Linked DNA regions of Mus musculus: regions 2, 3, 4, 5 and 6 are each linked to region 1. A link is a contact called in public Hi-C and promoter capture Hi-C data. All regions are on one chromosome and are shown on one strand. Each heading gives the region's core, a stretch centred on a gene start, on an enhancer-like site or on the middle of the called end of the contact. The rest is flanking DNA. Distances are from core to core; before and after follow the strand shown.

Region 1 (4,752 bases), core at 1,574-4,073:
GGTCTTCTTCCAATGACCCTAAGGGAATGATCACTTCCCCTTTTGTCAACGGAAGAGACAGGGTCAGAGAAACTTTGAGGCTTGAAGGCCACACCACTAACGGGCTGGAATGGTAATCTATATTTGACCTAGGACTCTACCTTGTAACCTTTGGACAGGTCTACTCCTCCCTTAGGCTCTTAGGGCCAAGAATTCTCCTCAAAGATGGGAATAGTGCACATGCCCTGAAAACCAGGGAGGCCGAAGATGTGTGGCTCTGGGAGTTCCAGGGCAGCCTGGTCTACAAAGTGAGTTCCAGGCAGTCAGGGAGATACAATGTGACCATATCTCAAAAATAAAAGTCTCTTAGAATAAAGCAAGAATTGTCTAGAATGAACCAGAAAGTGATCTAGAAGGGTCTTGACGAGACCTTCCCTCCTGATCTGGACCTGGTTATCAAGTTCATGTGCTTTACCGTAAGGACAGAGCTGATCTTGGAGGCCAGTATTCTGGCTAGCTATTAGGCTGTAGGTGTTCAGAATTCATCATTTCAGAAGGTAATGCTGACTAGCCAGACGTGGGCATGTGATGCATGTTCAAGACACTGCCCATGCGCTGTAGATTATTCTGTTTTACTTTAGTTTCTTTCCCACAAACTCCTGGCACACACTTCAGGGTAGCCTCATTAGCTGGCTGGTTTGGGGACAATGGGAGGACTTTTCTTTGAATCAGTGTATGCTGGTGATTTTTACTGACTTTCCCTCTATATTTGGTCCCACTCCTTTCCTCTCAGTTTTGTCCCCTTTGTCCCTTGCCCTAGGAATGAAGAGGGGAGGCAGGGCTCAGGGCTGGGACACATTAAAAACCAAAGAGAACACCTGCAACACTGTTCTATTGGAGATCAAAGCTCAGTCAAGAATTACTATTAAGCTTTGATACGGAAAGAAACTGGTTCTTATCTTTCCTAGTGTGGGTTAACTGCTAGAGGTGAGACACAAGGAGAGGACAAATCTTCCCTCTTACAGGAGGGTGACTGTCCGAAACCTGAACATGCTGCCAGAAGTCCACAATCAGCTGTTCTAAGATTGTAAAGTCACAGAATGCTTCACCAAGATAGAAAATGAACAAGTATACTATGAAACTGACATATATATATATATATATATATATACATATATATATATATATATATATGAATATCCCATTTCAAAATTTGTATTGATGGGGGCTGAAGAGATGGCTCAGAGGTTAAGAGCACTGGCTGCTCTTCCAGAGATCCTGCGTTCAATTCCCAGTAACCACATGGTAGGTCATAACAATATATAATGAGGTCTGGTACCCTCTTCTGGTGTGCAGTCATACATGTAGGCAGAACACTGTATACATAGTGTTCTAAAATATATCCTTTTGAAATTCGTATTTGGCCAGGCGATGGTGGCGCACACCTCCCAGCACTTGGGAGGCAGAGGTAGGCAGATTTCTGAGTCTGAGGCCAGCGTGGTCTACAAAGTGAGTTCCAGGACAGCCAGGGCTACACAGAGAAACCCTGTCTTGAAAAAAAACAAACAGAGCAAGAGAGAGAGAGAGAGAGAGAGAGAGAGAGAGAGAGAGAGAGAGAGATTGAGATTCATATTTGTATGTGTGTGTGTGCGCGCGCGCATAAACATGCCACAGAATACTTGTAGAGGTCAAGAGGACAATTTACAGAAATCGGTTCTCTACTTCGATTATGTGGGACTCGGGGATTTAACTCAGGATGTCAGGCTCAGCCTTTTTACCTGCTGAGCCATCTCAATTCAATCCATAATCCTCATAATAAACCTTTAGAATCTATCCTCAATTTACACGTAGAAAATGCTCCAATTAAGCAGCATGTTCAAGTTCACCAGATACAAGTCATTTCTCAGACACCGGACTTCGGAGCAGCTGACTCTAAAACCCTCAAGCTCCTTCTGCAACTTGGTACAGTGAGAGAACTGCTCCAGGAGCTGCTCCCGGTCTGGTGTCCTGGCACTTCTAGTACACTTACAGTACCGAATGATCCCGTGACTTGCCCAAGTCCAGATCCTGATCATTTGCATCCTTAATTGCACACTTGATCATTTGCATCCTTAATTGCACACTCTATTCAATTCTGCAGCACTCCACTAGAAAAGTTTCCTGGCTGAGACTTAACTCAATGGTACAGCTCACGATGTGGAAGGCTCTGGATTTGATCTTCAGTGGGAGAGAAGAGATCGTTCTCTTTCACACTCTTTCCCACTTTCTAAAATCGTCATAACCACAGTCGTGAAAAGTGCCTTAAAACTTGTGTATTTTAATATCCTTAACGCATACTGCTCTGTATTAAGACATAGATGAAAATAAAAACTGCTGAGCTTCCTACATGTGCCTGCTCCAAGTTTTGAGGCTGCAGAGGCTTTGACTACAAAGCCACAGACAGCCCTCTCTCAGTGAAGCCTCTGCGGAAGCAAGCGTGTTTCCCGTTTCCATGGCAACCGTTGGCCCAAGCCAGTACCTCTTCCCGAAACGCTTCCCCAGCTCCACAATAGTACTACATCTCCGGCGCGTCACCACTCCCTACCCCAGCTTCTACTTCTAAATTTTGGTAAGACCTGGCATTTTAGGTCTCCTGATCGCTACCCGGCAAGAGCCTGCCCGGAACCTGCGTCCAGGCCAGGCCGGGGCGTGGCTTGCCGCAGCAGTCCCCGCCCATAGGCAGGCCGGAATTCCCGGCCTGGGGACCTACCATCTTATTGGTCTTTAATAGCAGTTGCTAGCAAATGAACAATATAGGTTCCCTATTAAAAAGTGACTCCTTCAGTTTGGATACAGTCTTTACCGGGAAACGGGCCAGCCCAGCGCTAGCCCCGAACCCCTACCCAACAGCCCCCAGCGTCCGCAGCCACCAGACACAGCACGTCTGTCGCGCTGTCGTCATCACGCCACGACGGAAGTCACTCGGGGCCCGGAGCCACGCCTTCTCGGCGCGCGGCCTTGGATACCTGGCGGCCTCTGGCCTCAGGTAAGGAGAGGTCGGGTTGTGCGGGCCGCCAGGTCGTTGGTCTGGCTGGAGACGATGACGGCCTCGCCATGCCGCTCTGGAGACCCCTAGGCCAGCCTTGTGGGAATCCCGAGGTCGGCAGAGGTAAACTGAGGACGCGGAAGTGGGCTGGGAACTGGTCCTGGCGATGATGTAGAATTTCTAGCTCCTCGGACTGCGCGGATTTGTCGTAGTCCTGTAGAATATGAAAAAACCTAGGATGGGGAGCCATCAAATCAGACTCAGCTATCGTTGCAACCACGCTTGGTGTTTTTCGTCACTTTGGCAAAATTTAGTATACCATGTTAGATTATTGAAGAAAAAATAAGAGAATGGTTGGGCAGTGCTACCCAAATATTGTTTCAATATTCTTATTATTACCGATTTTTAAACCTTATCCTATTCTTAGGGAAACTCATTTCTAATTCTAATAGGACAGGACCCCAGATCTACTGCTCCTTCAGAAGGAGGTGGTGGGGTTAAACTACAGTAAACTGTTACCTCGAAGTGTATTCTTCCGTTAAGAGCAATTCAGTACTCAGAGAAGGGTATTCACTTTTCCCAGAAATCTGCTCCCACCCCAAATACGTCTCAAAAGCAGAAAAATATAAATCTCAGTACTGTGATGTTTGGGTTCTTTGTGGCACCGTGTAGTAATAGGTCAATATCACTAACATGATCGTTGTGACGTTCTAATCAGGAAACTGGAGAAGGCAGAGTACAGCATTGTAGGTACACAAAATGAAAACAAGCATGTTCAAGTACAGCTCTGTTAGCCGGCTGTGATGGCACACACCTTTAACCCCAGCTTGGTCTACAGAGAGAGTGACAGTGCTACACAGGAGGAACACTGTCTCGAAAAACCATAAATAAATAAACAAAGAAAGAAAGAAAACCGGCTGGTGAGATGGCTCAGTGGGTAAGAGCACCTGACTGCTCTTCCGAAGGTCCAGAGTTCAAATCCCAGCAACCACATGGTGGCTCACAACCATCCGTAACAAGATCTGACTCCCTCTTCTGGTGTGTCTGAAGACAGCTACAGTGTATTTACATATAATAAATAAATAAATCTTTAAAAAAAAAAAAGAAAGAAAACAAGCAAAAAAATAGCCGTGTCATGTGAAGTCAACATGACAAAATGTTTTCAATTTCATTGAAGGGGTTAAGGCTGCAGCTTAGTTAATAGACTGCCTGCATGAGACCCTGGGTGTCTGCCTGGTCCTCAGAACAGGGAAAAAAAAAAAAAAGTCATTTGAGAGGCAGCGGCATGGCGGCAATGTGCCTGTAATCCCAGCACCCAGGAAACTAAGGCAAGACATTAAAGAGTTCAAGGCCGTCCTCCACTGCACAGTGCATTAGAGGCGAACCTAGATTATAGGAGATTGTCTCAGAAGAAACAGTATATTGAAGGTCTCTCCTATCAGCTCTTAAAACATGGATTGGAATTGTGCAGTCGCCTAGTAATTTAGGTAAAAAACAATGGTACCCAATATGAGCATCAGAGTAGTTTCAAATGGACCAAAAATAGTTTATATATATATATATATTTCTTTTTTATTTACATTTGTTTGTTGTGTGTATGTGGTACTGAGTGCTCATGGAAGAGAAAGGACGTCATCCTATGGGTGTTTCAGGCTTGGGGGCAAAGTGTCTGCAACTACTGAGCCATCTCTTCAATCTACAAGTGGACGTAAATTTCAGTGTTAAAAAATTATATCATAGGGCTGAAG
Region 2 (4,752 bases), core at 743-3,242, 4.7 Mb before region 1:
TACCCAGTTGACACACGACAATGCCTTACAGAAAGTGACTGCCCCTTGATCGTTCATTTGTTCAGTCAGAACCCTGCCTCTTGACTAACAGAACACAGCAAGATGCATTCTAGAAGTCAAGCAACAGGACATTTTCTACACGGTCTCAAGTGTCCTGAAGAAGTGACAACTGGGTGTGGAGGCTGAGAAAGGATCTGAAGGAAGCAGCCACCGTCTGAGCTCCCTACCTTTGCTTCCCAGAAGTGCCAGAACGGCAGGCAGCGGGCAATGTGGGAAAGCACCAGGGTTTGGCAAGGACGAGTGTGGATCCTCCAAACACGGGGAAAGGCTTTCCAAATCCTCTCCCTGCAGTATCAATGACCAGGGCACAGGCAGCCCACAATCACTTTCGAATACAGGGGCAGAGGGCAAGGAAGACTATGGCCAAGAGCTGGGTAATGGTTAAACTGGAAAGAGATGGACAGATAGGCAACAGCCAGACAGCCAACAAAGGAAAGAGGCTGCTCCTAACTGAGCAACAGCTGTTCCTTAAGGAGAGCTCGGAAGACTGGCCGGGAGGAGGTGACAGTTCTAATAAGCACTGGCCACGAGACCTGCAGTAGGCTCAGCACTTGCTGTCTTAGATCAATGCAACCTGCCCAGCTGGCAGAACTGAGGTGACAGGACTCTTATGTCACAGAGGTAGTCCCATTTTTCAGATGAGGAAATCAAGAACCAGACAAGGCCCGGAAGCCAGCAGAGAGCAGTGGCTGAAATCTGGATGGTGCATATGACCCCCAAAATCTTCTGGCTCCTTTCCATTCTGCTCTCCACCCACCAGAGTAAAGCAGAAGGGTACAGAAGCGACAGTGGGAACACAGGACACACAAGACACAGATCCCAAGTGGGTACAGCAACAAGCAGGCACACCTCAAAGAACCCAGCCTCACCTCACCTTCACCCACTTCCAACTATAAATGAAGAAACTGAATCCCCCATCCCAGGGCACAATCCTCACTCAGGAGCACCAGTTTGTCGATGTAGCAAGACGGAGACAACTCTTTGGCCACTGTAGATCCCAGCTGTTATTTCTGCAAATACAATAAGCCCAGGTGAGCCACATGAACAGCACCCAGTTACCTGGGAAAGCACCCAGAATCCCAAACACAAAAGCTGCCAGGTAGCAAACCACGGAGCATAGACACCCCCCCCTTTCCTCTGTAATCCCCACTATGCAACATGGAACAGAACTGTCCCCAGAATCTTGCCCTTGGTTATTTCGAGCCCTCACCGAGCTTCTCTCTGCACAGTGGCTTTGTCGACCTCCTCAAAAGTAGTAATCAGAACTCCACACCACCCCTCTGCTGGTACCCATGGGAAGGCCAATTACAGGCACCCGGGCTTCAAGTTGCTCCCGAATAGCAGAGCACTTACCCAGGCATCCTCTCCCTGGACAGTGGGTGTCCATCTCGGAGTTGAAGGGAGTAGGGGGTTCCAGAAGCTGTAATCTGTCGACCCAAGGAGCTTCCATCTGTCTCCAGGAGGGCTGCGCAGTCTACAGCCTGGCAGGACAACGGAAGCGGCTGCGGCGCAAGGCAGGGCGGGGCAGGGGGACCCAGATGCTGCACCCGGGGTCCTGGGGGAGTCTCAACTTAAATCCTGGTCAATGGATTCGCCTTGGTAGGATGCTAAAAACATGGGACACAGGTCGTAAACACCGACCCACTTTTTGTAGGCGACAGACATGGCTTTGAGGCTTCAGATACTCAGACGGTGAAAAGCACGCGGCTTGAGGCCCTCCCTCCTCTAGACCCAGCAGACCAGCCGCCCACCGACGGCCCGCAGCCCGGTTTCCTTGATGGAGGAAACGGCGCTGCCCATGCACCTTGCACTCACCTTGGTGCCCTGTATTGGGGAGACGAGCCCGGGAACATGCGGGATGTCTGTAGATTTGGGCGGATGGCAATGGCCAGAGAGGAAACACATCCACGCGACAGGAAACTGTGGTCTTCACGATGGGCGCTGGCGGAAGAACAAATGACAAAGCACGCTGCAGCCTAGAGCAGCATCTCCGAGCGGCGGGCCCTCCAGCGCCCCCACGAGGAGAGGAGACTAACAACTGTTTGAACATATTAAGTTAATTTTTTTTTTTTTTTAAACAATGATACGTTTTAGGAGGAAACTGTCTCTCGTTTGCCGTATTTTTTCTGTTTGTTCTGAAGCAGACCTCTCTTACAAACTACTGATTCCACAGCACATGGCTCAGTGGTGTCACAAAGGAACAAATGATGACTTTAAACACCACCACACGAGGTCAGTAGTGGCTTGAGACTGGCATGTGGAAGGGATGAGAGCAAAGAATGAATGCTTTGCTAAAAGTCTACCTAAAAATCATAAGGCCGATGGGACGATTCCCTTAACCAGAAAAGTCCTGATCCAAGTAACAGATGAGAGACAGATGTTTGAGAAGGAGCTCACGTGTTTCCAAGTCTTCATACTCCCAAACTCTGCTTGGATCCTAGGCCAAATGTGGCTCTTGGCCCTATGTACAGCAGCTCTGCCCTTGGGGCTGAAGAAGGAACTCCACTGAAAGAGTCCAAATGACCTCTGAGCCAGCCATCTCTTCCGCCTCTAAGGGTGACTTAAAGACAAAAGATAGTCTGGGCTGGAGAGATGGCTCAGTGACTTAAAGCAATTGCAGAGGACCTGAGTTCAATTCCCAGTACTCATACAGAGAGCCTAATGTTTGTCTGTAACTCCAGTTCTAGGGGATATGACGCCCTCTTCTGTACATTGTAAACACTGCCTGTAAAAGTGGTACACATAGTATTTCAGGCAAAACACTCGCAGGCATAGCATTAAAAGAAAGAAAGAAAGAAAGAAAGAAAGAAAGAAAGAAAGAAAGGAAGGAAGGAAGGAAGGAAGGAAGGAAGGAAGGAAGGAAGGAAGGAAGGAAGCCAGGCGTGGTGGCGCACACCTTTAATCCCAGCACTTAGAAGGCAGAGGAAGGCAGATTTCTGAGTTTGAGGCCAGCCTGGTCTACAAAGTGAGTTTCAGGACAGCCAGAGCTATACAGAGAAACCCTGTCTCAAAAAACCATTAAAAAATATATATATATATTATTAAAATATATATTAAATATATATTATATATTAAATATGTATTATATATTAAATATATTAAATAAGTATATTTAATATATATATATATAATATATATTAAATATATATATAAATATATATTAAATATATATTAAATATATATATATATATTTTTTAGGGCTGGTGAGATGGCTCAGCGGTTAAGAGCACTGACCACTCATCCAGAGGTCTTGAGTTCAATTCCCAGCAACCACATGGTGGCTTACAACCTTCTACAGTGAGATCTGATGCCCTCTTCTGGTGTGTCTGAAGACAACTACAGTGTACTCCTATCCATTAAATAAATAAATCTTTTTTTAAGAAATTAAGGCAAAAGGTAGATGTATTTTTATGAATTTAATACTGTAACAAGATATTGTGTCAGCATTGTCATGGTTAATATTGCCAACTTGACAGGATTCAGAATCACCTAGAAGACAATAGGCTAGGCACATCTGTTAGGGACACCAAGATTAAGTTAGCTGCTGGGCTTGTTTGTAAAGGAATGATCTAGATTATACCAAACAAGATGAGAAAGCCCACCTTAACTGGGTGTGGACAGCACCATTCTCTGGTCTGGGGTCTTGAGCTGAACAGTGGAGAATTAGCTGAGCAGTAGCAATTGTTACTCTTTGTGTCCCAGCTTTGAATGCAGCATGACCAGCCATCTCAACCAGAACCCCTCTCCCATGATAGACTGTACCCTCCAACTGGGAGCCAGAATAGCTTCCTTCCCGATCAGCTCGCTTTTGTCAGCGTATCTTACAGAGCAATGAGAAGGCAACTGATGTCATCATATTGGAGTTTTCTTTCTTTCTGGATACTGGAGGTTAAACCAGCACTAAATGTTTCACCCCCGCTAGGTGATTGCTTTGTCACTAAGCCCAAACACCAGCCCTCTTTTAAAATTTAATTTTGAGGGGCTGGAGAGATAGGTCAGCAGTTAAGAGTACTGACTCCTCTTCCAGAAAACTCAGGTTCAATTTGCAGCATCCACGTGGCAACTCACAACTATCTGTAGCTCCAGTTCCCAGAGATTGCCCACCCTCATGCAGACATACATGCAGGCAAAACACCAATGCAAAATATATATATATATATATATTTTAACTTTGAGATGGATCTCACTAAATTAAGCAGGCTGACCTGGAAGATGCCATGTGGGGGGAAGTGAACTTTCTGGAAGTGATCCACCATTTTGCACAGCTGTGACAGATGTACTACAGAGAGTCACAACCCCTGGGGTTTTGTTTCTGGGTTGTTTCTTGCTACTCCTGTTTGTCATTGCTGTATTCCTCCTGTATCTGGCATGGTGTGAATGGGCGTGAAGAGACCCCCATTGCTTATAGTCTGGTGTGATGGTTTCATGGGAAACAGCCCACTCTACTGGTCAGTCTTTCTGCAGATCAATGTAAAGATGAACTTTCATAGGATAATGCTATTTAGATGAATTAATGATTTTCCAGAATACTTGGCTTGATTTAAACAGTTTTAGGAGGTGAAGGTAGTTGATAGGAAGGTTCAGGAGATGGATTAGGTTGTTTTGCTAGGAAGGTTAATAAAAAAGATAGAAGAGTAGAACGTGCCCCTCTTTGTAGAGTAGTGGGGCTGTATAGACTAGGAAAGGATACCG
Region 3 (4,752 bases), core at 960-3,459, 4.6 Mb before region 1:
ATGTACTATGGCAGCTGAGGTACAGATATATGTGAAAACTTCTGGGGCTGGAGAGATGGCTCAGGGGTTAAGAGCACTAACTGCTCTTCCAGAGGTCTGGAGTTCAATTCCCAGCAACCACATGGTGGCTCACAACCATCTGTAATGGGGTCTGATGGCCTCTTCTGGTATGTCTGAAGAGTGCAATGGTGTACTCATAGATATAAAATAAATAAATAAATAAATTTCTAAAAAAATGTAAAAAAAAAAACCAAACCAAACCCAAACCAAAAACTTCCTAGCTGGGTAGTTAGGAGTTTTAAAACTTCTATTTGTTCTACTTCTATTCTCTTTTACAACAGTTCATTTTTGTGTATGAAATAAAAATGATAAGAGAGCCTCGAGTTGGAACTGAGCACAACTTCTTTCCCTCATTTAAAGGAATGGAAACCTCTCTCCCCTGTAGCTTCCCTACAAAAAAACTAAAGAACTAAGTCTGCCATGAATTAAACTCTCAAGGTGGAGGGACTAGAGGTATTTTCATTTTTCCAAGTCCTTTTTTTTTTTTTTTATTTTGAGACATGGCCTTATGTAGCCCAAGCTGGCCCAAAGCACTCTGTGTAACAAGTTCAAGGATGAATATGCTACTACATATGGTTTGTGTAGTACTGGGAATCAAACCCAGGACCTCAAACACACCAGGCAAATACTCCACCAACTAAGCTATGTCTGCAGTTCCATGTGCTTTAAAAAGATTCCCAGTCCTCCGTGTCTGTCACTTTTCCAATTCCCATCACCCACTCCTCTTCAACCCTATCAGTCTGATCTTCCATAGATGTTCAATATTCGGTGTTAGGAATGTGGTCGCAAGTAACAGAAAACTCAATGGATTGTGGTATAAATAAGGCCCACCACCCTCTTTAAAGCAGGAAAGGAGTACAGAGTCCATGCAGTTTCCTTGGTGTGTCCTAAAGAGGCAGGTTTCTTTGCCTTGTTTTACATTTATAGTAGAGTCTTCTGCAAGATCTCAGAATGACTGCCACATCTCCTGGCATTGTATTATACCATGGTTCCAATCATGAAGTTGGGGAAAGTTGAAGGACACAAAATTTCTCAGGACTTCCTTTATATCCTAAGTCTCCCTTGGAACTTTGGTTTATGCTTTATGGACTAGAACTTTGTTTCACTGGTATGCTGTCAAGCAGGGGAGGGGGCTTTGCTTTTTGGCCTCTGTAGTGTAGAAGTGGGAAGGAGAGAGGGGCTTGGAATAGTGACCATGTGATAAAGCACTTATCAAAAACTGTCTAATTGAACTTTACTGCTTCATCCACACACTGTCCTGGCACATTGTTACCCACCCCTTCCCCTCTTCCTGTAGGTGAGGTTGTGGTCTTAAAGAATCCTTGTTTTATCTCTTCTACGAGGGCACTAGTTTCTTCTTCACTCCTACTTGGTTCATGGTCTCTTCTGAGGATGACAGTCACCGTTTTCTCTGCTTTCCATACAAATGTGTTTTTTGCACAGCCTAACACCCTGATCCCTCCACCTCTGAGTTCCAAGGTCAGTCACAAGGCCAGGCTCTCTATGAAGCTGTCTCCATCCCTCTTTCCTCTCAGCCTGACACGTGGGGAGTACGTCTAAAATGTTGTTACTTTCCTCGTGGAAGTTGAAACGAAATTCTTGACAGTGGTACTGTTTGCAAAACGTCCGGTGCATGGCAGGTGCTCGAACTTGTATCTCTTGTTAGTAATAGCTTATCTCCCCGATCAGATACAACTCGTTGGTGACAGGTTCTGAATCATCCTTTTAAAGCACGTCAGGCCTGGCGAGGACATTGCCCATAATAATGCTGCGCCCATGTAATAAGGGGCTGGGCAAAGGAAGAGCTACAATGCTGAGATGTGAGACATTCCTTTAGCCTGAATGGTAGCCAACTTTTCATAGAGAAGCCCCTTACTCTTCTGCACTAAGAACATGTAGAAGCCAGATTGCTTCTGGAGCTGGCACCGCGATGACGTAAGTGTCCGTCACTTTACTCCTCCCACTCCACCGAAGCCCGAAAGGGGGCGGTGTGGGCAATCGCGCTTCGCGCGGCCCTCTGGGACGGCTGCGCACGCGCAGCTTCCGGCTCCAGGCTCGGAGACTTATTTGACGCTGCCCACTCGGTCCCTTCAGAAGTCGCGGGTCAGCAGCGCCGCGCAGGCGCAGTAGTCCCTTCGGCTGGGGAATTATTTGACGCCACCGCCCCTGGCAGTCGGAAGTTGCTTGAACGGAGCCCAGCCGGCCGGCCAAGCGACCGGTGTTCGTCGTCCCCTGGGCGCCCTGGGAGAGTCACTGACGGGTGGACGGACTGACTGCCGGTGGAGGGCCGGCCGGGGCAGTGGCAGCGCGGGCCGGATGGCGCGGGTCGCGTGAGGCGGCAGGCCGAGTGCGGCCCGCGGTGCGCCCGCCCAGCGATGCGGGCCCCGCCCGTCGCCTCAGGTACGCGGCGGCCGGCGCGGTGCGGCCGGACCCTCCCCTCTCGCCGTGCTTTTTTTTTTTTTTTTCCCTCTCCTCAGCAGCTACTGAGGCAGGGGCTCTTTGAACCTCCGCTGCTCCCGGGGCCGAGCGTCGGCGGGCGCATTCCTGGGTTCTGAAGTGGCCGCACCGGGCGCGGGAGCACAGTCCTGGCCCGCGGATTCTGCCGGGTGTGAGCGAACCCGGGAGGGTCGGACTGGCGGAGCGCCCCCCTGGCAGCCTGGGGACAGGGGCGGGTCTGGAGTGGCAGCGGCAACTCCGGGGAGGATGCGGTCCACCGAGGGGCAGGTGGAGTTGCTGCCGTCCGGTGAGGATGCTACTGCCCAGGGCACGGTGACGCTTGCGAGGAGAGTAAACAGCCACCCTCCGCAAATGCTTGCTTTCCGCCAGGCCCAGGCCAGATAGGGAATTTGAGCACCCTGCACGGCAGGACTGTTACCCCATTCTACGGACCAGGCAACCGAGGCCCAGAGCGATCGGGCGCCTTTGGTGCCCAAGGTCATAGAGCTGGGTAATTTGAACTCAAGCAGCCTTGACAGTCCGATCCAGGTTCTTAACCAATTAGGTCATTGGATGTCCAACTTTGATGCACGGTAAAAATCACTTGGGGAGTTTTGAAAAGATTCCTGGTGCCATAGCACCTCAAACTAATTAAACCACCATGTCTAGAGGGTAGGGGGAGACAAATACTAGTATCTTTCTAGTATTTGTCTTTCCGGAGATCCCCTAGTGGTTCTGGGCTATAGTGAGGTTTGACAAGTGTGAAAGCATGTAATCTCAGAGGTCTGACAGTGCCTCTCCAGTTTATGTGTGCAGGAGGATGCTTGTTAAGATCGTGGATTCCACTGGCAGAAATTCATATTGTCACTCCCTTCCCCCCAGCGCGCCCTTGTTCTATTGCTGGAACTCTCCATTTCTCTGCCTCAGCCTCCTGAGTGCTAGGATGGTAGCTGTTCACTAAGAGAGAACTTTTCCTTAGATCCACAGACTACCACCCCTTTGGTAGGTAGGCCTCCTTGAGGGTGAGACCCAATTATGGATTCTTAGCAGAGCTTTTAAAAAAAATGTATACATTCCTTGCAAAAACTGTTGGTTTACAATTTCCCATAATATACGGCACTCATGGTTATGGTTTCTCTAGCCTCTGGACTTTTGCATACACTGTTCTTTCTACAAGACAGGCCTCCGTGTTTTCTCAGCACCCTACCCGAACACATACACCTTCTCATATGCATCAATTCTGTCTATTGCCCAGCTCTCAACAGTCCCTTCAAGATCCTCTGCCTCCCCTGAGCCCTGCCCATCTTGGCATTATTGTAGAGTAGCTGACCACATGTTTTTCTGTGTTGTACTCCTAAGCTCTTCTGTAAGGTTTTGATGGCAGGGACCATGCTTTTCTTGGTGTCTGTCTGTCTGTCTGTCTGTCTCTCCCTCTTGGAGTACTTTGACATCGAGGCCGACAAACATTTTTTGAATATAGTGTTTAGTCCCTTTATGTCATAGACCTCATGCCGCAGAGGCATCTGTTTTCTTTTTTTATAAAAGATATTTGCTGTTCTTAACATTAGGGTTTTTTTTTCCTTTTTCCTTAGGAATACTCTAGTTAAGTTTATTCATTTATTCAGCAGATGAATAAAATGTTGAATTCTTATCCATGACAAGGCACGATGTAAGACCATGTTCCAGCAACATTGGTTGGTTTAGCTGCGTGAGGTGGCACACGCCTTTAATCCCTGCACTCAGGAGGAAGAAGCAGGTGTATCTCTTTAAGGCCAGCCTGCTCTGCACAGTGAGTTAGTGACAGGATAGCCAGGGCTCCATACAGAGGCCTGCCTCAAACCTCCACCCAACCAATCAACACACAAAAACAAACAAAACAAGAACATTGGTGAATTTTATTGTTAACTTCCATGTAGACAGTCTATTCTATAGTGAGAGACTTTTTATTGCCATTGGGGTTTTGCATGTGGCCTTTCCTCATTGTCTAAAAGAAGTGTTGTCTAGATGCTATTGCCTTGTATGTATCAACGCACGCAGTTATAGTTCATCCCATCTGATGGGAGACAGTCAGCTCTGTATCAGAGCAACAATACAGACTCGGTGTAGTTTATTACATAATGTCTGAACTGCCATTGCTGCACATGCTTACCAGTTTTAAAGGAAGTCAGTGCAATAATTCTCATTGCTTCTGTTTTTAGTACCGCCCCCTTTTTTGGTAAAATTTATTTTTATGTTTATGGGCATTTTGATTGCATG
Region 4 (4,752 bases), core at 1,426-3,925, 4.4 Mb before region 1:
ACATGGCAGCATCCAAGCAGGCATGGTGCAGGAGGAGCTGCATCTGAAGGCTTCTAGCAGAATACTGACTTCCAGGCAGCTAGAATGAGTCTTATAACCCACACGACAGTGATACACCTACTCCAACAGAGCCACATACTCTAATCCTGCCACTCCCTATACAAACCATCACAAACAGTGTTGGCACAGAATCTCGAAGTTCTGCCTTTGTGGAAGAACTCAGTAAGGCAGTGGTTCTCAGCCTGTGGGTCATGACCCCATAGGGGGAGTTGAACGTCCCTTTCACAGGGTTTGAATATCAGCTATTTATATTTCAAGTCATAGCACTAGCAAAATTGCAAAGCAACAGTAATAATTTTATGATTGGGGGTCACTACAATGTAAGGATTTGTATTAAAGGGTTGCAGCATTAGGAAAGTTAAGATCCACTGATGGCAAAAAGGGCCTGAAGGATTCTGGGAGAAGAGATGTAGTAGTAGGCACATCTGGACTGTTACCTGGGCAGTTTCAGGACAACTGGGAGACTTTGGGCAGGAATGAGAATGACCATGGGAGGTTCCCAGGAAGGAAGCAGAAGTAGGTAAGGCCCAGGGGAATTTGAACTGATAACAGTACAACCTGCAGGCACCTCTTGGTGTAAAAGCAATGGGTGCTCTTCCTGGAAAGTGGGGAGCATGAACTATGGCCCGAGGATGGAGCAAACTAAAACCTGGGTTTCAGCAGGGTAATGTGACTTCAAATTTCTTTCGTGTGTGTGTGTGTGTGTGTGTGTGTGTGTGTGTGTGTACATATACCATGCATGCATGTGGAGGTCAGATGACAACTTGCAGGAGTCAGTTCCTTTCCTCCACCCTGTGGGACCTGTGATCAAATTTGGGTTGTGAGGGCATCAGTGTCTTTAACTGCTCACCATCTTGATGGTCCTCTGTTTATTTACGTTTTTTCTTTTTAAAAAATGCAAAAAAATAAAATGGCAAGGACAGGATCTCAGATCCCCTGGCTGGCCTCCATCTCACTGTGTAGCCCAGGCTGGCCATGAACTGTAAGATCTAGAGTCTAGATCTTTTTGTTCCCGCATTCCAGGTGCTGGGATGGCAGGCCCGTGCCACCGTAGTGGGCTGCCACTTTTTTTTCTTCCTTCCTTCCTTTCTTTCTTCCTTTCTTCCTTTCTTTCCTTCCTTCCTTCCTTCCTTCCTTCCTTCCTTCCTTCCTTCCTTCCTTCCTTCCTTCCTTCCTTCTTTCTTTCTTTCTTTGTTTTTTTGTTTTTCGAGACAGGGTTTCTCTGTATAACCCTGGCTGTCCTGAACTCACTTTGTAGACCAGGCTGGCCTCGAACTCAGAAATCTGCCTGCCTCTGCCTCCTGAGGGCTGGGATTAAAGGCGTGCGCCACCAAGGCCGGCTTTTTTTTTTTTTTTTTTGCCACTTTTCTTAAAACGTCATGTAAATAAACCAGCCTTCAAAGTGCAGGGCTAAAGCTTAAAAGAAGAAAGAAAATACAGCAATCAAGAAAACAGAAAACTTGAGTTGTCGTGGCGTGCTTGGGGAAAGAGGAAAGAGAAAAAAAAAACAATGCTGGAGTGGTGATCAGGGTGTCTAAGCCCCAAACAACAGCTGCAAGCTGGGTGGTGGGTGGGAGAGGGGAGGATGGTCAGCAGGCTTTCAGGGCAATCTTATCGGGTGGAGCCGTCCTGGTAGGAATTCAGTCAAATGTTCAATCAGGCAATGGATAAAATGAAGACACTTAATCCAGTCTCAAAAAAATTATCTCCCACTTGATCCAGTCTCAAAAAAATTATCTCCCATATCCTCTTCTGTATTCCAGAAGCTTTTATAGAATGCACTCCAAAACAAGGGGTAAACTGGTGTGTCTGTGTGTGTATCTGTGTGTGTGTGTGTGTGTGTGTGTGTGTGTGTGTGTGTGAGATGTCAATAACCCTAATACATAAAAGGCTGGAACAGGAGGATGGCTGAGAGTTGAAGGCCAGCATGAGATACAACGACATGATTAAAAACAAAAACAAAGACAAAACCAAAAACAAAGCAGGGCAGTGGTGGCACACGCCTTTAATCCCAGCACTTGGGAGGCAGAGGCAGGCGGATTTCTGAGTTCGAGGCCAGCCTGGTCTACAGAGTAAGTTCAAGATAACCAGAACTACACAGAGAAACCCTGTCTCAAAAAAGCAAACCAAACAAAACAAAACAAAAAGTGAAATATTCAATCTTAAGTAGACAGCTTGATGAATTTTTACAAACTCACTAAATATTCATTTTAGCTGCCACTCCCAGAAACTGAAGTTAGTAGTACCTCAGAGTTTGGAGTTTGACTGGGCCCTTGAGGGCCCTGAGTTCCATCCCTGGAACCTATTGGGTGAAGAGAACAGGCATCTTGGCACGCTCCCACACCCATCACGCAATAAATAAACAAATGAACAGAAAAAGAAGTCAAAGGGGAAGGAGATTAGCTTAACACGGTCACAAAACTAAGGGCTAGATCTGCAAGGCTATGCAGACAGAGACCAAGGGAGAGTAAGGGGACAGGGAGGGGCGGAGTCCAGCCCAGTGTGGGTGGAGCCTTTGGTCCCTTAGTTAGAGCAAGGGGCGTGGCTACGCCTCCATGTTCGGAGCTGGGGGCGGGGCTCGTGGACAGCCAGTTAGCGCGAAGAGGCGTGGCCACAAGGAGGCTGTTGCGGACAAGCTGGAGCTACGGTTGGACTTGAGGCCTGGATCAGCGGGGAATAGAAACCCACAGAAAGTTCTGGAGCGCCAGGCGGGAATCAGGTGCTGAAACCAGCGAGTCCTCCCGTAAGGAGGAGGCTTCCGGACGCTTCGGGGCCCAGAGACTCAGACGCGGCCCGGGGTTTCGTGACGCACTCGGCTTCGGGGCGGGACCGGCGCTGGCCAAGATGGAGGCCAACGTGTTCCGCTTCCGAGATGCCCGCTCTGCTCCGGATCCCGTGCTCGAAGCCGGGCCGGTGGCCTTCGGGTCGCAGCCGGTGCCTCTGGTGCTGGACAACGGGTCGTTCCAGGCTCGGGCCGGGTGGGCGTGCCCCGGGCCGGACCCCGGTCCCGAGCCTCGCCTGCAGTTCCGCGCCGTGTGTGCGCGCGGCCGCGGCGGGGCGCGCGGCGGGCCGGGGCCGCAGGTGGGCAACGCGCTGGGAAGCCTGGAGCCTCTGCGCTGGATGCTGCGCTCGCCCTTCGATCGCAACGTCCCGGTCAACCTGGAACTGCAGGAACTGCTGCTGGACTACAGCTTCCAGCACCTCGGCGTCTCCTCGCAGGTGAGGGCCTGCCGGGCAGGGCGCGCTCGGCTTCAGCCGTCATGCCAGGCAGTAGGGTATTGAACACAAGTTCGTCAGCCTTGTGCTAGGAGCTAAGGGTACACCACGAAGTCTTTATCTTCCAGAGGATGGGCTGTCTCAGGCACAAGGGTCCAGTTTGCAATAGTCCAAGTGAGATGAGTTTTACCAGCACCAGTCCGATCCTGGAAGTATTTTGAAGATAAAACCAACGGGGTTTATCAGTTAACAGTTTAGCCAAAGCTTGACTTAATAAACTTAAAATGAACCGGGCATGGGTTCACGGCCCTTTAATCCGGGCACTCGGTAGGCAGAAGCAGGCAGATGTTTGTGAGTTCAAGGCCAGCCAGGGCTACACAGAGAAACCTTATCTTAAAAAAACAAAAAACCAACAGACAGACAGACCTACGAAAAGCTTAAATTGATCATGTTATTTTGGCTTCCCAAAATAATCTCCAATAGAGATGAAATGTATTCTTTAAAATGGCCCGTGAGCACCTTTTAAAAGATGTATTATTTCAAAGTTATATGTGTGAGAATGTGTACAAGAGTGTAGGTGCCTTAGGCAGGTGATCTTCTGTGACTGGAGTCAGAGATTAGGTGCTGGGAAACAGAGTTGGGTTCTAATGTGTTCTCTCTAGTCCTCGTGTCTGGCCTTGAGTGTCTCCCTCCACGACCTCGTGTTTTAAATTAGAGTTCAAAAGTAAATTCTGTCCTGCGTAAGGATTTGGGGTTATTTTTGCATTTCATGCATGCTTCCGTTTGTCTCTTTGTGCTTGTCTTTCAAAGTAGGGCTGCGTTGATCATCCCATAGTTCTGACAGAGGCTGTGTGTAACCCCCTCTACTCCCGTCAAATGATGTCGGAGCTCCTTTTCGAATGCTACAGGATCCCGAAGGTTGCCTATGGGATAGACAGCCTCTTCAGCTTCTACCACAACGTGCCCAAGAATGCCCTTTCCAGCGGCCTCATCATTTCATCCGGCTACCAGTGCACACACATCTTACCGGTCTTGGAAGGGAGGTGAGCTGTGCCGTGGCATTGTGTGGGAGAAGCATCGTTTTAGGGCTGCCTGGAATCATGGGACGTAAAAGGTGCCTGTTGGAAAGTCTGGGAAGTGCTAGGTGGTTTAACTGAGCTGGGCTCAGACCTACATCAGTGAGTGCCTTCAGAAGTTACTCTACCTGCCCTTTGGGACCTCCTGGAGGGACTTCAAGTTGGTCTTATGTCTGATTGACAGTTATACAGTGTTACAATTCTGATTTATGGGGGAACAGTTAACATGATACCTGCCCATAGGAGGCATTCAGTAAGCATGGTTTGAGTAAGTTATTCCATTATATTTCTTTCTTTCTTCTTAAAATTTGTGTGTGTGCTTATGCATGCAGGAGCACACCTGTGTCTGTCTGTCTGGATTTGACAGTGCTTGACAGGAAGCTGGAAGCAGAGAACTGTA
Region 5 (4,752 bases), core at 1,182-3,681, 4.2 Mb before region 1:
CTGGTTCTGGGCGTTGTCTCCCACCTGTTCTTCTAAAGCAGGATATTGGGATATTTTCCAGAGGGGCCATCCTTACACGATGTTGGGACTGTCTGAACTGTCGCTATTTGTAGCCTGGTGATATCCCCTTCTTCCCCAGGGCACAGAAAAGCCAAGGGTCATATGGCCAGGGCCAACAGCTCCACTAAAGTGACCCACCACTTTTCTAGAAAGCCCGAGACCTCTCCCTTGTTGACCAGAGGGCCTGCTTCTCATGGGCACTTCAAATGCCACTGTGCGGGGCCTGGCTCTGCATACCTAGGAAAAGTCTGCAGACACCCAGCCCTCCGCAATAATTCACCAGACCAGAAGCCACTGATGTACAGAGAACACTTAAGAAAAAAAAATGTATTTTATGTGAAAAAAAAGTTAAAACTCTGTATACTGTATCAGCAGCTTTGTGTAAAAAATGGCAATCAAAAGAGTCTAATATATTTAAAACTTTTTTAAAAAAATATTCTCATGGATCTTTGATATCGTTCTGAAGCAGCTCCATGCCTCCAAGATGGGGTCTGACCATGTCACCAAGGGGCCTGTGCCTCTGGAGTTACTTCCAGCTGCCAAGGCCTGTGACGGAATTCATTGCTATGGATTTTTAATTAAGATTATTAAATTCCTTTTAATAACACCTGCTGGTCTGACTGTGGTTACTGCTGTGCCCTCGTCTGCATGGGACTGGTTTGAGTTCCACAAGAGATCGTGCCAGGGAGGCTCCCAGACATGGCTGCACCCAGAAGGCTCCCCGAGGAGGTCCCCAAGTCAGGGGAGCTTTGGGGATTCATAGGTGGAACTAAAGAGGTTTCTAGATTGGGAGATAGTGGTGAAAACTTATGAATTTAAGGAAAGATAGGTGGTCAGTGTTGGGCTTTATCCTGTCAAATATTTTCTTCGAAGTCACGTGATATCCTACAGCAGCAGTTTTATTACAGTTTGATTGGTTTATGTTATTTATGTTACCAGGGTGCTCCCTTCCTCTGTTCCACTGACTTGTCCTGGGCCTTCCCATGTTCCTCTCTGGGCTTTTTCCTTTAGCTTATAGTGGAGAGCAATGCTCTACGTCATTCAATGGGATCATAGATTATGATCTCTGATTATCCTTGCTTTTAACCCAGGAAACAGAGGCAAAGACACTGTGTGACTGTACAGCCTCAGGCCTGGCCCCTGTCCTTATTACATGCAAGAGCTGGTTCGATTTGATAGAGGAAGGTAGTCTTCTGCATCCTGGATGCCAGAGTGGGGACACAGGAAGCTCTTGCCTTTGGGCTTGAATAACTTCCCTGAGAAGGCTGGAACCAGGGAAGGATGAAGAGAGGGAGGAGATCCTCACAGCAGTACTGGTTTGTTTTAAGTTTACAGAGGTAGAGGCAGGGGGTTAGAAAGCCAAGGTCATCCTTCGCTACAAGATATGAGAAAGGGAGAGAGAGAGAGAGTGAGAGAGACCTTTAAGCGAAGAAGTAGATACCACAGTGGATTAGTATATAGATGTATATGTATGAGCATATATGTATGTGTATATGTATATAGATATATATGTGTATGTTTGCAAGGTCTTCTGTGACCTCTCTTAGGATTGACACAGAATAAGATGGCTTCGAACTCCAGATTCTCCTACCCTAACCTCCCATGTGCTGGGAGTGTGCCACCACCCCCAGCTCTGCACCACTGAGAAAAAAAGACATTTATTTATTTTTATTTAATGTGTATGTTTGTGTGCTACGTATGCATACAGTGTCCGTGGATACCAGAAAGGGCATCATCAGATTCCCTGGAAGCATTATAGGTGGTTAGAGGTTGCCAGGGGAGACAGTGCTAAACCCAGATCCTCTGGAAGTGCTCTTAACTGATGAACCACCACTCCAGGCTCTATCTCTGTCTCTTTGTCTCTCTTCCTCCCCATCTTTTCCCTTCCTTCTCCCTCCCCCTCCCTCCGTCCCTCTGTCCTTCTCTCCTTCTCACTTGCTCTCTGTATTGATAAGTTAATGATTAGATGCAGGGTGGAGTGGCAATGAGGCTGATCACACCAAAATAAGCATGTCCAGGAGCAAGTCCTACCCCTAGTCCGAGTCCTTGAAGCACCATGTTATAGGGCACTCGGCAGGGGGCGTGCTCGGACAGTGCGGGGCTATGTCCCGGGTTGGCAGGGTTCTGGAGCCGCTAGGGCGGGGTAAAGTCAGATTTAAATTCCGCTCAGCCATCAGGCAGTGAGAGCAGAGGGTGGGCGGGTTCTGTCTCAGGAGCAACCAATAGCAATGAGGGGGCAGAGCCTTTGGTACGCATGGGAGACATCCAGCCAATGGGATTGCTGGGGCGGGGCGGCGAGCCAATAGAGCGGGCTGGTTTGATTCAAAGATGCCTATAAAAACTCAGACTACCACCGTAGACAAGTGGATCGGTTCTGGGCACTGCCATGGCTGCTCGCTTCGAGCTGTTGGACGACCTTCCCGCGGCCTGCCTGTCTCCGTGCGGACCGCCCAACCCCACGGAGCTGTTCAGCGAGGCGCGGCGTCTGGCTCTCGAGCAGCTGCTGGCCGGTGGTCCCGACGCCTGGGCCGCCTTCTTACGGCGTGAGCGGCTGGGCCGCTTCCTCAACGCCGACGAGGTGCGCGAGGTTCTGGGCGCTGCCGAGCGGCCGGGCGAGGATGGGGCGGCGGTAGCGGAGGACTCGTTCGGCTCCTCTCACGAATGCTCGTCGGGCACCTACTTTCCGGAGCAGTCGGACCTGGAACCGCCGGCGTTGGAGCTCGGCTGGCCTTCCTTCTACCAGGGTGCCTACCGCGGTGCCACGCGTGTCGAGGCTCATTTCCAGCCCCGCGGCGCGGGCGCCGGAGGCCCGTATGGCTGCAAGGATGCGCTGCGCCAGCAGTTGCGCTCCGCCCGAGAGGTGAGCGGCCCCCTGGCAGCGGGTAGGGGAGGAGCATCGGCCTTCTGAAAATTGAGTCATGTCGTAGTTCCAACTTCTGTTATTGGTACCCCTGGAACAGAGCGACTGTTAGTTCAAACCAAAGTGGATTGCAGAATTCCAGGGACGTCAGCTGACATTAGGTCTCACTTTCAGGAGCTAAGTAAAAGCTTAGTTTTACCCAAAAGATGATACCCGGAGACCATGGGGAGATCTGTAATTACCACTTTTCCACGCTTCTTAATGTTGTAGACAGATAAATTCGAGCAGTCGGTTTATCTCTTTCACTTCTGTGAGTGAGTCTGGTGGGAGATATTTTTAACCCACAGTGCCTGGGACTGTTCCAAGTAGCATTGATCCAAAATGCAAATATTTGTGCTTTAGATAAGCCACTGGTTACAATGGGTTTTTATCTTAGCTAGTGTCAGACTGCCCGATTGGCCTGGGGTGGAGTATAGAGTCTGGCCTGCCATAGATCAGGGAGAAAGGGCTCCACTTGGGAGGGTGTGGCTACAAGTTTGCATGCTGGTGAACACTGCTCCATTCCCAGACCTTTTGACTGCCTGGAACATGACGGGCAAAGCCTCAGACCATGTCAAGACTTAGTAGGCCTGGCACCGCTATATGTTAGGGTGCGGATCAGGTTGACATCACCAAGTCTAGGAGCAAGTTTGCGTTCTGTTTTTGTCTTTTGTTTTTTGTTTTCCTCTCTGCAAGACAAGGTCACTGTAACCCAGGCTTACCTGGAACTTACAGGCTTCAATTTCAGGCAATCCTCCTGCCTCTGCCTTCCTAGTGCCAAAGCCAAAGTTCTGATGCTGGTTCTGTACCTGACAGGCAGGACTTTGAGGATAAGAGTGTAGGTGACCAAGCTGTTCAGGGAATAGTATGGCTATGGCTGGATTCATGTTAATCCTGTGAGCTTTGGGTGGGCTGAGGGTCCGTTTGATGCTGGAAATGTTTCACTTGTGAGTTCAGTACAAAATTATAAAGCGTTTGGAAGAGGCAAAATTGTGGGCTAAGGGTGCATGCCCAAAGCTTCCCTCTGGGAGGAGAATTTGAGCACTCCTTGGGGACACCTTGAGAAGGAAAGACCTGGTCTCCAGGAAAGGCAGAGGTGTGGGCTGCTCTAACCTTTTGCTCAGTTGGGTGAAGGCACTAGAGCTAGAGGTCAGAAGGAAAACTTGCCTTAAAAGGGATCACAGCTACAGCAGACTTCCCTATCTTTCTTGCAATCTGAAAAACATCAGTGGATGGGGCCTCCTGCTTCCCTCTGTACCTACTTCCTTTACACCTCCCCTACATCCCTGTCTCTGGAAGCTGGGCGTTCCCACGGAGAAAGGTGGGAAACCCAATGAGCATTTTTTTGTATATATGCCCAAGTGCATACTTACCCAGAGTCTCCCAGCTGTCACACTGCCAGGGCTGGGGTCACAGAGGAGGGGGTGTGGTTCTCGTCCTTAGTTCATGGAGGACTGGGGATGAGGAAGGGGCTAGAAGAAAATCTGGAGTGGCGATGTCTGAGTTGGACTGAGAAGGAAGGATGGAACTAGCCTGTCTATGGAGAAGATAGGGACCAAAAGTCGAAAAGATGATGGGGGTGGTGTTCCTAGCAGTAAGCCTGGCGTGAAGGAGTTTAGATTTAGGAGGGCTGAGGTGGCAAGGAGGCCAGAGACATCCTTGTAAGAGGAAAGAGTCTGGATTAAGGCAGGGTGGGCAGGAAGCCAGTTTTAGGCAGAGTTCCCTGAATTTGAGACATGACGAACTGGAGTGGAAAGGCAGGGGAGGAAAGTATGTAGACAGCGAGGAAGCTT
Region 6 (4,752 bases), core at 1,067-3,566, 4.2 Mb before region 1:
GTCTGATGCTAAAAAGATTTGAGACATTGATTTGGCTATCTTGTCACCCCATTACACCTGAGAGAGAAGGCAGCAGAACACAGAGTTCTGGCTATGTCACATGTCCTGATGTCTTTCGGTCAGATACTCATAGACTTTTTAATATCTATGAACTACTTTTATTCATTATGCTAGTCTCACCCTGTAGCCCATGCTGGCCTGGATCTCATTATGTAGCCCCAACCTGGCCATAAACTCTTGGGGATCCTCCTGCCTTAGCTTTCCCAGTGCTAGGGTTACAGGTGCAAGTCACCACGCCTGCTGCACGAAGCATTTCTACTGACCTGATATTGGTTTTCTACCACTTGCATCCATAATGTCTACAAAGGCATTTTTCTTTCTTTCTTGTTTTAGTTTTTTTGAGACAGGGTTTCTCTGTATAGCCCTGGCTGTCCTGGAACTCACTCTGTAGATCAGGCTGGCCTCGAACTCAGAAATCCACCATCCTCTGCCTCCCAAGTGCTGGGATTAGAGGCGTGCACCACTACCGCCTGGCTACAAAGGCGTTTTTCATGTATAAATGTTATTTTCTATATGAAGGACTTTAATGAAAATATAAAAAAATACACCTACATGTAGGCAAAATCATATACATAAAATTATTTTAAAAAAGGAATTCCCAGCATAAAAAGAGAGGCAGATTAACTTTAGTTCAATTGCACAAGTCTTAGGGTAAAATCGGCTTGCAAGTCCTACTCTACAGGGGGAATGTTTGATAGTGGAAGGAGAGAGGTCTTGGAGCTGCTCCTTCAAGGATCTAAAGCAGGGGTGAAGCATTCTCCACAGAAGGATTAGCATGTGCTGAACTTCATTTAATTATTAAGGAAACAAATCAAATCTAGAAACGAACGTGACATAAACTCAGATTTTGCTCGTGTGGTATATTTGCCCTGGCAGTTGAGCTAATGAGAGCCGATTCCGACCTAGTGCCTGCAGTGTCTTGCACTGTGTTAGGTCCTCTGCCCCTCATCTCCTTTAACACTTCTTTAAAGCTCAGTTTACAACTGAGCTTAAATGTCAGCCAGGTGATGGGCAAGCTAAGGATTCTGAATCAGGGTTACTTGTTTCCAACGCTTTCCGTAATTTGCCATTTCCCTCAAAGAATGAAGCATTTTCTTTTGGAGCTCTAAAAATGTATAGATTTTAAAGCCTCTTAATTTGTGGCTTCCTTGAGCCCAGCACAACTGTTCCATCCAGTAGAGGATGGAAACAGATGCAGAGACCCACAGCCAAATATTAAATGGAGCTTGAGGATGGGGGTGGGAGTGGGGGAGGAGTGTGTGGAAGAGTTGGGGGAAGGACTGAGGGCCCAGAAGAGGACAGGGCCTCCAAAGGAAGACCACCAGAGTCAACTAACCTGGACCCTTGGGGGCTCTCAGGGACTGAACTACCAACCAAAGAGCGAGCATGGGCTGTATCTGATGCAGAGTCCCCCAACAACTGGAGCAGGGGCTATCCCCGAGTCTGTTGCCTGCCTGCAGAGCCCATTCCCCTAACTGGGCTGACTTGTCTTGTCTTAGTGGGAGAGGATGCACCTAGTCCTGCAATGACTTGATGTGCGGGAGGTGGGGGTGGGGGATGGGGAGGTAGAAAAAGAGCATTTGATTTATAAACGGTTGCCTTGGAGGGAACACTGGGTGAATGCACTGGCCTCACTGATCTGATTTCTAGTCTCATCTTCCGGCCCAATGTGCTCCTGCGTTCCCACTTTGCGACATTTCTCTGAAGACCACAAGTTGCCTGTATCATTTCGGCTTTACTTGCTGATAATAAGCATCATTCTGTTTATCCAGCGTTTATTCATTTACAGTTTACCCAGCCCCACCCTCGCCTGGGAAACAAGAAGCTACAGTTCCAGGGAACACAGCAGCATTAACTGAATCATCAGACGCAGGAGGTCGTTACCGCTATTATCTCTCAGTATGAAAATAGGAGACTAAAAGAGACGCAGCTGCGATAGCATGTAAACACGAGCATCTCTCAGTTCACCGGGGAAACCCAGCCTCTGCTCACACTCTTAACGCTGGTGAGTGACAGCCTGGGAACACAGCAGCGCATTCCTAGAAGTTAGTGGCAACCCAGAGTGTCCAAGCAGGGTAGAGCAGCCAATCCGAGAGACAATATGGCCGCGCGGCATCACGTGGGCCAAGGAGAGGCCCTCAAAGGCAAGCCAAAGCGAGCTGCGATCACGTGATCCATAGTGGGGGGGGGGGGTGTTGCCGGAAGGCGTGGCTTCTTTTCGCTCTACCCGCCCCCCGCAGCCCCCGCGGAGGCTGCTGGCGGGCCACGCCCCTTGAGCCCGGAGGGACTCGCGCGGGTCTAGAGGGGCGGAGTCTTCTTCGTGACCTTTCACCCCAGCATGGCTGCGCCCTTGGGACCAGTGAAATTCTGGAAACCGGGTAAGGCAGGGCAGGGAGCCTGGGTAGATGCCCGGACATGACTTTCGGCCTGGGGACCCACCCGTGGGCCTGACCGGGGGAGGGCTGGGCACCACTCCTCCGCGCGCAAGGATGCTGCAGCCCACGGTGGTCCGGAGGAAGTCAAAGGCCTCCCTAAGCTGGGCGGAAACTCTGGGTGACCTTGTTGGAGTTTCTTAGCCTCCTCGGCACCTCTTGAGATGTAGAGTCCTGAAGCGCCCGTGTGTATCTTGCTGAAGTCCTGGGGCAGCATTGGGGCTCGAGAGGCAGTGCAGCTCAGTGGCTTAGAAGCTTGGGTTATGGAGTCAGAGCGCCCAGGTTCAAGGCTGCCTCTCTGCCTTGCATCAGTAGATGGAGAACCTTGAACTCTGCCCCCATCCCTCAGAACATCGCTCCCCTCACCTGGGAAGTGGGCGGAATACGAACACCTGTCCCGTGGGCGTGGAGTAGGGGGAGTACGTAGTCCGACTTAATGGCTCATAAAAGAGAAAATGTATTCCAGTGTTTTAGGGTAGGTCTTGCCCACTCTGAATGTTTACCACAAAGTGAACGCCCTCCTTCCTAGTGGCTGTCACTTTTCCTGTTTTGTAGGCTAACAAGTCACCATCTTTTGTTTTTGCATTTTCTCAGGTCGGGTTCTTGTTGAAATACCAGACCATGATCTGTGTAGGATGCGCCTTTTGTTCACGCTTTTCTTATAAACTAAACCAAACCAAGCTAAACCAAAACACTGTTTCTTAACTGGTACCAGCCTCTGCCCTTACTTTTTTACACATTTTCTTTTTTTCTCCTCTACCTGCACTCCAGAAGATCTGGGTGTATACATTATATTGTGATGATGATAGTTTGAGACAGAAAAGGCAACAAGGGACAGCTTTTAAAGAGTGTTTTAGATGCTCCCTGGAAATCTGACCATGTGCCTAAGTGTTAGAGAAATAAACTCATGAAGGTGACACATAATTATTTTTTTTTTTTTAAATCTGAACTGGATATGGTAGTCCATGGCTGTAATCCCAACACTTGGGAGGCAGAGGCAGGAGGATCTCTTGAATTTGAGGCCAGTCTGGTGTATATTCCAGGACAGCCAGGGTCACAAAGACATACCCTGACTCTCTCGTTTGTCACTTTCATGACTCAGCATTTTCAGGCATCAGCTGATTGTCCACCCCAGTAAGTAATGAGTTACCAACTTATTCAAGAGTTAACCAGCAGACCAAAGAGTTAAGTCTAATAGAGGCTTGGATAAATTGCCAAAACTCAGACCCGGGTACCATTTTGGTTAAAGAACCTGGAACTGTTCTGAACTGTTCTACAAGTCTGTCCCATTGTTTAGTCCATTACTGTATCGAGAGTACACTTCTGTCGTCAGTCAGGTCGTGAACACGTACATGCCTGGGCTCAGCTCTCAAGGTGTGCTCTCCAAGTTACGTGTCCATGAGAAGAATGCTAAGCAAGGCAGAGGGGTGCTGTAAGGAAGATGGCCTCAAGTACTGGACTGCAGTGCCTTCCCTGCCTGGGTGACTTGCAGAGCCACACAAGTGCTCCAAGTCTCTGCTTCCTTATCGGTCATTTGTCATAATAGGATTGCTGTGAGGATTAAATGAGACAATGCACAAAACACCCGTGGTGCTAGGTACACAGCTATTATAATTGTATTAAGGTATAGGAGAGGGAGGGAAAGTGCAGTGTGAAGAATTGGCTGCGTCGTAGAGATGGTAATGGTTTTGGAGCGAACACTGAGCGCTGAAACAAGTTTGTTATGGCTTGTTTATGGTGAGGTAGAGAATGGCTCTCCAGGCCATTGAAAGGATTTGTGTATTAAGGATGTCCCCAAACCCCCAGTATGGAGTACTGTGATGGTATATGTGGGTATATTTGGGGTGTGGCAGGAGATGGTGCTGGAAAGGTAGGAAGGGACTTCATCTTGAAATGTCTTTCAAGAGTTAAAGAATCTGAGCTTCTGGGCCAGTGAGATGGCTCAGAGGCAAGGGTGCTCTCTGTGAGAGCCTTAGGGCACCAGCTTGATCCTCATAAGTCATGTAATGGTGGATAGAGCGACTCCACAAAATTGTCCTTTGATCTCCATACATGTGCTTGCTCGCTCTCTCTCTCTCTCTCTCTCTCTCTCTCTCTCACACACACACACACACACTCACTACAGGTAAATTTAAAAAAAAAGGTTTCCCTGCTTTAACCCCAGCAGTGATATGGTTAAGAAGGCTACTCTAAGAGAGGTTGCTACTAAAATCCAGGATGGATGTTGAACCTCAGGTCTAGCCTGGGAGCTGACAGGAGG

What was found. Promoter capture Hi-C pulls out the DNA fragments that hold promoters and counts their contacts. A called contact is a pair of places that touch in the nucleus more often than the background predicts.
Region 2: a Hi-C map of B cells shows a contact between it and region 1, with 5 read pairs. The contact joins the promoter of Snhg17 here to the promoter of Ift52 in region 1. A contact is called at or near these places in 1 of 39 promoter capture datasets (pre-B cells) and 1 of 484 Hi-C or Micro-C datasets (B cells).
Region 3: a promoter capture Hi-C map of pre-B cells shows a contact between it and region 1. The contact joins the promoter of Ralgapb here to the promoter of Ift52 in region 1. A contact is called at or near these places in 2 of 39 promoter capture datasets (cranial neural crest and pre-B cells).
Region 4: a promoter capture Hi-C map of pre-B cells shows a contact between it and region 1. The contact joins the promoter of Actr5 here to the promoter of Ift52 in region 1. A contact is called at or near these places in 2 of 39 promoter capture datasets (cranial neural crest and pre-B cells).
Region 5: a contact with region 1 is called in a promoter capture Hi-C map of pre-B cells. The contact joins the promoter of Fam83d here to the promoter of Ift52 in region 1. A contact is called at or near these places in 2 of 39 promoter capture datasets (cranial neural crest and pre-B cells).
Region 6: a contact with region 1 is called in a promoter capture Hi-C map of pre-B cells. The contact joins the promoter of Dhx35 here to the promoter of Ift52 in region 1. A contact is called at or near these places in 2 of 39 promoter capture datasets (cranial neural crest and pre-B cells).

The regions. Positions count from the first base shown.
Region 1 is chr2:163,014,530-163,019,281 of GRCm38.p6, forward strand. It overlaps Ift52 (intraflagellar transport 52), which reads left to right and starts at 2,824. Exons shown (of 13, transcript NM_172150.5): 1 at 2,824-3,004.
Region 2 is chr2:158,359,530-158,364,281 of GRCm38.p6, forward strand. It overlaps Snhg17 (small nucleolar RNA host gene 17), which reads right to left and starts at 1,993. Exons shown (of 6, transcript NR_027887.1): 1 at 1,876-1,993; 2 at 1,414-1,541; 3 at 935-1,070. It overlaps LOC115489589 (a small nucleolar RNA gene), which reads right to left and starts at 400; the gene lies at 269-400. RefSeq lists a cis regulatory region at 1,925-2,201.
Region 3 is chr2:158,407,644-158,412,395 of GRCm38.p6, forward strand. It overlaps Ralgapb (Ral GTPase activating protein, beta subunit (non-catalytic)), which reads left to right and starts at 2,210. Exons shown (of 30, transcript NM_001291138.1): 1 at 2,210-2,460.
Region 4 is chr2:158,622,238-158,626,989 of GRCm38.p6, forward strand. Actr5 (ARP5 actin-related protein 5) reads left to right here and starts at 2,676. Exons shown (of 9, transcript NM_175419.4): 1 at 2,676-3,279; 2 at 4,090-4,319. The coding sequence starts at 2,905.
Region 5 is chr2:158,765,668-158,770,419 of GRCm38.p6, forward strand. Fam83d (family with sequence similarity 83, member D) reads left to right here and starts at 2,432. Exons shown (of 4, transcript NM_027975.2): 1 at 2,432-2,920. The coding sequence starts at 2,447. It overlaps Ppp1r16b (protein phosphatase 1, regulatory subunit 16B), which reads left to right. Exons shown (of 11, transcript NM_001159662.1): 11 at 1-667.
Region 6 is chr2:158,792,491-158,797,242 of GRCm38.p6, forward strand. It overlaps Dhx35 (DEAH (Asp-Glu-Ala-His) box polypeptide 35), which reads left to right and starts at 2,317. Exons shown (of 22, transcript NM_001372513.1): 1 at 2,317-2,438. The coding sequence starts at 2,399.